Regions from separate parts of the Rattus norvegicus genome. Here region 1 is linked to region 2. Evidence: chromatin contacts called from public Hi-C data. All regions are on one chromosome and are shown on one strand. Each heading gives the region's core, a stretch centred on a gene start, on an enhancer-like site or on the middle of the called end of the contact. The rest is flanking DNA. Distances are from core to core; before and after follow the strand shown.

What was found. A called contact is a pair of places that touch in the nucleus more often than the background predicts.
Region 1: a contact with region 2 is called in a Hi-C map of liver, with 3 times the contacts expected there. The contact joins two enhancer-like sites. A contact is called at or near these places in 2 of 12 Hi-C or Micro-C datasets (liver and mammary epithelial cells).

Annotation. Positions count from the first base shown.
Region 1 is chr1:126,925,972-126,929,676 of GRCr8, reverse strand. The region is part of intron 1 of Klf13 (KLF transcription factor 13); the gene reads left to right. Among named protein-coding and RNA genes, the nearest start is that of Klf13, 21 kb to the left of the region's middle. Within about 2 kb of position 2,141, at least 11 of the 93 cell types and tissues checked have an H3K27ac peak or open chromatin away from gene starts, as enhancers often do. A contact at or near this core is called in liver, where this site is marked.
Region 2 is chr1:126,833,456-126,837,311 of GRCr8, reverse strand. No RefSeq gene overlaps it. Among named protein-coding and RNA genes, the nearest start is that of Klf13, 110 kb to the left of the region's middle. Within about 2 kb of position 2,076, at least 64 of the 93 cell types and tissues checked have an H3K27ac peak or open chromatin away from gene starts, as enhancers often do. A contact at or near this core is called in liver, where this site is marked.

The DNA.
Region 1 (3,705 bases), core at 892-3,391, 92 kb before region 2:
GAGTACAGTTCCAAGTGCTGGGGGTTTTGGTTATTGTTTGTTTGTTATGGTGTTGGGTTGAAATCAAGACTGCACCAAGGTTCCGTGAGAGCTGACAAATGCAGTCTTTATCAATTGTCCTGATACCACTATAGAAATCACCCCGTTTATCCCTTTATGGAAGCTAACTCGTCTGAAATCCCTCTATCCTTGATGGGTTTCCTGTCTATAGGTTTGTGTTTTGCAGAATGAAATAAAAAGTCATGTGAAGTGCAGCCTTTTATGTCTGGTTACTTCAGCTTAACAAAATTCACTCATAATTTATCTTCTTTTTAAGTATGAGTCCACTGTAGCTGTCTTCAGATACCTAGAAGAGGGCATCAGATCCCATTACAGATGGTTGTGAGCCACCATGTGGTTGCTGGGAATTGAACTCAGGACCTCTGGAAGAGCAGTCAGTGCTCTGAACCACCAAGCCGTCTCTCCAGCCCATGGAATCCATTTTTAATTCACCTATGAGTGGGATTAGGGTGTTGTGCATAAGGCTGTATAAATTCGTAAGAGTCCGTGAGTGACCTTCCACAGTGGCTGCTTCTCTCTTCCTAGTGTGACAGTGAATTGGTCTCACAGCACTTAGTGCTGGCAGCTTTATGTTCTGGCATTGTCGTGAACGTGAGCGTCTAGTGCTGTCCTCGCCTGTTCTCATTTGTGGTCATAAGGTCAGAAGACCCGAGCTGTTAGCCATCCTCTTCAGTGTCACGCTCAGATTATGCATTCATTGATGAAGCTGGGAGCTCATTGTTAGACTTCCTGGGTGGCTACAAGTTGCCAGACCTCCCTCCCTGCCCCCCACTTCCTTTTGAGACATTGTTTCTCTGTGTAACAGTCCTGGCTGTCCTGGAACTCACTCTGTAGACTAGGATGCCTTCTCAAGAGATCTTCCTGCCTCTGCCTTCGGAGAACAGAGATTAAAGGCATGCACTGCCATACCTGGCTAAGTCGCCGTTTCTTTAGATCAGCCTCAAAGGAGGAAGATTTTTTTTTTTGTCAGATAATTAAACCTAGGTGTCTTGTCTGTCTTTGGCGTCTTGGAAAGTCTGAAACAGGAGCGAGCACATCCTCCCGGGGCTTCAGGCCACTGTCTGAGCGCCGTGTTCTTGTGCAGCAGCCACCACGGACGTCCCAGAGAGAGCCTGTTGATGTTGGTCTCTGAAATGGGATATGGTCCCTTCAGTTCAGGATGACAAAGAAAGCAGGCCCCCATGTGGCTCTCTGCAGCTTGGGGAAGATGGAGCCAGGAAGATACACTGCAGAAGATACTCTGTTTTCCTTTGGAAAGCAGAGCCGAGACCTAAGAATTGAATGGGAAGAAACGGAAATGTCTGCTCTCTGGGTTCAGCTCTCTCCCCTCATAGCCGTAATCACCTGGAGGAGACCCTTGACACAGCATTCTGCATCTGAAAGCTTTTAGAGTGGATACTTTTCTCCCTGTATAGAACTCCAGGAGTCACAGGATAGAGCTCCTGGGAGAGCCTGTCTGTGATGGTTGCTAGTCTCCTGGCAGAAACCAAGGGTGTTGAATTATTACTGTCTTATAGGGGTTCATAGAAACGGAAATTTTCAAATGTGTTTTGCAACCCTTAGTTAAAGGAGGGGAAACACTATTATGAAATGTCTGGCATGTGGTCCTATTGCCCTCTCTAGGCAAGTGTGCAAATGAGTGTTACTTCCTTGTTTAGTTTGGGGGTGACAGTTTGGTGGAAACAGCCCTGTTTGGGAGCGGGAGATTTGTGTGTGTGTGTGTGTGTGTGTGTGTGTGTGTGTGTGTGTGTGTGTTTGCACGCACGCACACACGTGCAGGTATATATGTGGCTTTGTGTAGAGTGTTGTTATATTCTTTATGACTGCCTGAACCAGTTCAGTTGACAATTCAAGAATTTCAGAAGGGACAATCATACTTACTCCTTATCTGTACCCCAGAATACTCCATGTTTCTCTGCTGTGCTCATAGAGTACATACATACTTTGGTACTCCTTAGATATGAAGCTTGCCTGCATCCAAACATGGCTTCAAGAGTTTTGCTGTGTTTAAACCTTGTCTGTGGCTTGTGAAAACATTAGACAATTCCATGAGCTTCCACCCACACACACCCTACCCCTCCTCCAGATGAATGAAGCAACTGTAGATGCCACAGAGCATGGAGTGCCACCTCCAACCAGAGACTTACTGGAGGAGGGGCAGGATTTGGGACAAACTTCCAGCTCTGGGAGTTGTCCTGCTGTCACCGAACCTCCCTTAGCAGCAGCAGACCCAGGTAGGCCTGGGTCATAGAATCCCTTGCAAAGCTACAGTGGAAAGGTCTTTCCAGTCCTGGGTGTACAGACCGAAGCACCTGCCTTCCTTCCTCCCTGGGTGGTGTCTCTTGAATCAGCTCCCTTAGGGTCCTGCCCCAGGGCAGGGGGGCAAAGGGCATAGGAAATAGGGTGGAGGGCAAATAGGAAACGGGGTTCAAGGAGGAAGGGGCTGTGTGGAAACACTGGGCAGGGCTGGCTGGGCCTGGAATTTTTTTTTTTTTTTTTGTTCTTTTTTTTTTTTTTTTTTTTTCGGAGCTGGGGACCGAACCCTGGGCCTTGCGCTTCCTAGGCAAGCACTCTACCACTGAGCTAAATCCCCAACCCCAGGGCCTGGAATTTCTTAAAGGGCTTCCTGAGCAGAATTCCCAAACTTGGGAGCAGCTGCAGGCAGAGCTGAAGGTCTATACCTGTGTATGGAGATTTTGCAGGAAAGCCTGTTCTCAGCCTAGACCTTTGAACACGATGGTTTTCCCAGAAAATGCTGGGTGTAAGTTGCCAGTAACTGGAGACGTCTGTTGGGTCAGTGGGTCTGTGATCCTGTAAGGGAGAGATTGGCTGGCTGGCCTTGAGGGTGTGAAGCAGGAGTCCTACTGCTCAGCAGCTGTTCCAGAAATGACAGAGCCGCCCCCCCCCCACTCCTTTTTTTTTTTCCTTTAAAATAAAAAACCAAATAGCCAGGCCCCATGATTTAAAAAAAAAAAAAAAAAAAAAAGGCAGTTCCGATGTGTTTGCTTTATGAAGTCAACTCTGGGTAAATTGTTTTATTGTGTCCTGCCAGCAATTTCATGGGACCTCCCTCCCTCCTCCCGGTTAATTTAGAACCCTCTGTGTCAGTTGGGGCAGGGCAGGTTCAAGACTTTGAGGTATCCCTTTCAGCCTCCCCCAGATGCTAGGTGTTGTCTGCTGCAGCAGGCACATTGGTGACTGGTGGCCCTGGCCTGGGATTGTTCCTGCAGGGGCGCTTACCTCTCAGGCTGACTTTGATTAGCCAGCTGCTACAACCTGCTCTGAAGTAGCTGCTAGCCTTGCTTTCAAAGCCTGAAGTGACAGGGTGCTGTGGGTTGGATCTGGAAGGTTCAGAACCAGGTACCTCAGACTGGTACTGCTCAGCCCCCATTCGTGGGTCAGATGGGGGCACTGGTTTCCTCTGGTCCTCTCTTCACCTGTGATCCGACCGTGCAGGCAGCAAGCTGTAGCATCTGTTGACAGCACTGCTGTGGTAAGGAAGGGTAGGCAGATTCATTTCTAGGCAAAATCTGGCCTTTGAGGCCCAGCTCTGATGGGCATTGACTCACCATCTGAGGAAGAGTCGGCTGAGCCGGCTTGACGTAAAGGTAGAGCTGACCCACTGTTGGTGGCTCCTCCATTGGG
Region 2 (3,856 bases), core at 827-3,326:
GAGGAGTACAGCCCAGCTCAGGAGAAGTCTGTTGAGCTCTGCCGTCTAAGTGGGTCATTCTACTCACTGCTGTTTATCATTTGTAACTGTTTGGCAATGCTGTTACAGAGTAAAACAGCAGAAACACAGTGGCTTTGTAACTTTGAACCCGGGAGCTCCAGATGCACTCAAGGTCATCTTCCCTCTCTCCGCCAATTCTCTTCCAGTTCCCATACATTTTGGCCTTTAACTCAGTCCCGCACTCCTACAAGGTGGCCTGTAGCTTCTGGATTAGAGACCTAGAGAGTGCAGAACATCAACGTCAAGTCACTGTGATCTGTCTGAGTGTTGCCACTTGAACCCAGCCCTGGTCATATGCCTGGATTAGGGAAGCAGGACTCAGGCCAGTGGTGACCCATGCCTCTGTGTGAACAAAAGCTCTGTACACCAAGGGGGAAGAGAAACTGCTCAAGCTGCTGCCTCTTCCAGCATGGGGAGAAACTGGCATAGCCTCTGGCAGCCAAAACAGGCACTTTAATGATGGATGCACTTCTAGAGCTGAGACTATTTGCTTGCCTGTTCCTTCTAGACCCTTAGGAGATGACACTTCTGGGTCCCTCACAGTCTGTGGGGCTCAGTGCTATTGGGGTACCATACTAGACTGTCCGGTCACCTTCAGGGGGGAGATTCAGATCTCTCTCTTCCTTATTGTAGAGACCATGCAGAATGTCTCCTTGGCAACCAGTTCATAGGACAAATTCAACTTGGTTAGCTGCCTTCCACCAGGCCAGAAGGGAAGCTAAGCCTCCTTTGCCTTCATTCAGGGAGATTTGACACGGTTTGTGGCTGCAGCTTTTATGGCCTCTCTGACACCTTAGCAGATCTTTTGCCAGTGCGAACCTCACCTAATTAGGCTGGCTTCCCTTCCCCCACCCCTTAGCAAGACTCCTGGGTCTTGCTCCAATCTGACTTCTTTGTTAGACATTCCTGGCCCGCCAGTTGGATGGAGATGCTGATTTGAGCCACTTTCTTGATAATCTACTTTCCATGGAAAAATAAAAATTGTAAATATTTTGGTCAGATAACCGGAAGTTTTGAGGCTTGGATGCGTTACAACAATGTTAAATCAAAATGACTGGCATTCTCACTACTCCCGCCCCACCCCCAGTTTGTCTTAAGCTACAGCAGTTCTCCAGAAATAATTCTTGACATTTTGTATTTGTTCTTATTTATTTAGATTAGATTTATTAGATTTCGAAACAGTCTCTCTGTGCAGGCCTGTAAGTCCCTACGTAGACCAGACTGGCCTCAAACCCAAAGAGATCCTGCCTCTGCCTCTCCAGTAATGTCGTAAAAGAAGCTTGTACCATACCTGGCTATTTTGTATCCTTAAAAAACCGTTTTCTTCTAGTTTTTGAGATTATAATGCCATTACAACATTTCTCCCTTTCCCTCCCCACATACATACCACCTTTGCACCCTTTCAAATTTATAGCCTCTTTTCCCATTAATTGTTACACACTTAGAGGATCAGGGAGTTTGCTATGAGATTGCGTCTCCTAGGACTGTCAGAAGTTCATAAAGTCTCCCGACAGGACTGCCTACACATGAGCAGAACAAGGAGAGGAATAATAGACACGCTAAAGAGGCCCCAACAGTACGAGGCATTTTGTATCCTTTTATTATTCACATTTCTTCAATCCCACTGCATCCACCCCTGTTTCCAAGGCTTCATTCACCACAGGGAGGAGTTTATCTTACACATTAGTATTCACGCTTCACCAAACACCCTTTCTTCTTCAGGCCCTGTCAGCCTTAGCCTCCTTAGTTCCTTGGTTTCCTGTGTTCATTCCTGGGTCCAGAGAGACCTGGTTTCAAGACTCAGTCCCCGACCAGGCCAGTTCCTGACGGTGGACGAAGATCAAGCTCCCGATTTCTCGAGGCTTCCTACCCTCAGCCTGGCAGTACCTCGCGTGGATCCTCAGCCTGGCAGTACCTCGGGTGCTTCTGCGCATGCGACAGAAGGACAGTCCGGTTGTCCCAGCCTCATTCAAACCTTACCTCACCTCCTAGAGCAGGTCACCAGCACTAGGACGCCCCGCCCCAGTTGTGGGAGGGGCTGTGGGTGGCCGGGACACTCAGAAACCTAGGGTTCCCCAGCTGTCGCCCACGTGGCTGTCTGGCGGGCAGAGGGAGTAGCGGCCGGCGGAGATCGGGTCTCTCGGTCCTCAATGTGCCAGCGGAAAAAGCAGGTTGAGTCAGTCCGGCCTCAAGGTCGCCATGACCTACCGGGAGCCATTTGTGGGCGATTCCCTTGGCTGCTGTGCAATCCTCTACATAGGAGAATGAGGGAGTATGCCTGGCTTCAGCTCTGGGAGAACTTTTTTTTTTTTTTAAAGGTTTTATTTATTTCTTTTATACATGAGTGCAGATAGCGAGGACTTCTTAAACCTGGGCGTTGCATGGAAGGTTGCAAACAATCTTTAGTAGTGTGAAGTAAGTTAAAATGATAAATGATAAACATCTTTAAGTTACACAAATGGAAGAAAAAAAGCAAAGGGCGTTAATTAGTGAGTAACATTAGTGAGTTGCTGGCCACACAGACTCGCTGTCCTTTAAAAGCCTATTTGCTTCCTGGGCTTTCTGTCAGCTCTTTTCCTGCCATGAGCTACCAGCGTTTAGTTGAATGAAGTGTTGGGGCTTGGCGAGATAGATAGGATGAGGAGCAAACGCATTGGTTGCTGGACAGTTGAATCACACGGTATTGAGTAATCCGTGGCTGGAAGGAGGTAGGAAGGGGAATGGTGAGACCCACAAAGATAAGTACCCAAAATTACCAAGCAGTTAAATTAGAAGGCTGGACTCGTGATGGACATACTGATAGCAGAGGCTTCCCAGCCCAGGGGTCTAAGTTCATCGCCCCGACTGGCTCAAACACAGGAGTGGGCGGATGGCATTCTGACTTACGCGTTTCCTCACACCAGCACTTGTGAACTCCGTCAGATAGGGGAAAGTACCCCTCCCCTGGCATAGCTATCTACCTGGGTCATAGGCTAAATACCCACTTGGCTTTCTAGAGCTTTGAGGCACCTCTGGATGTCAACAACCAGGAGGGGAAATTAGGCAGGTCTCATCCATGACTTGCAGAAAGATGTCTCTTTTTGAGGCAGGCCTCAAGTTTTTGTATCGAGACCAGATTGCTTACTCACTCATTTATTTAGTGCTTGGGGAGGGAGCCTAGGATCTCAAACTCAGCCATGCTCAGCCACTGAGCTATATATATCCCTGAGATAGTTTCTCCCCACAAACTTTTTGGTTGTCCCCCCCCCCCCTTGTTTGTGCATCATTTAAACACACTGCTGACATCGCATCTTTGTTCTGTTGACTTTTGTCATTTATGTCCTTCCTTCTGTCTGAGGGTCAGTCAGGCAGGACTCCCTGGGAGGTCTGGGCAGTATCCTTCTGTTTGTGGACTGGGAGTTTCCATGTTTCCTGCCACTGACATTTCGTTAGCTGAATGCTTTTGTTTTTAAGTTTCAAGAGGGTCAGACTGTATATACCATGGTATCATTTACAAACAGTGCCTCCTAAAAGTTAAACTTTAGGCACTGGAGAGATGCCTCAGCAGTTTAAGGTCCAGTCATGTTCTTACAGAGGACCTAAGTTCAGTTCCCAGCACCCACCCTGGACACTCACAGCCACCTGTAACTCTAGCTCTATGGAATCCATTACCTTCTTCTCATCTCCACATATATGACGTACACAAATAAAAACAATAAAAATGAATCTTCAAAAAAATTACAGCTTTTGGGCGTGGAGATATGGCTCAGTGGTTAAGAGCACTGGCTTTTACCTACTCTTGCAGAGGACCCAGGTT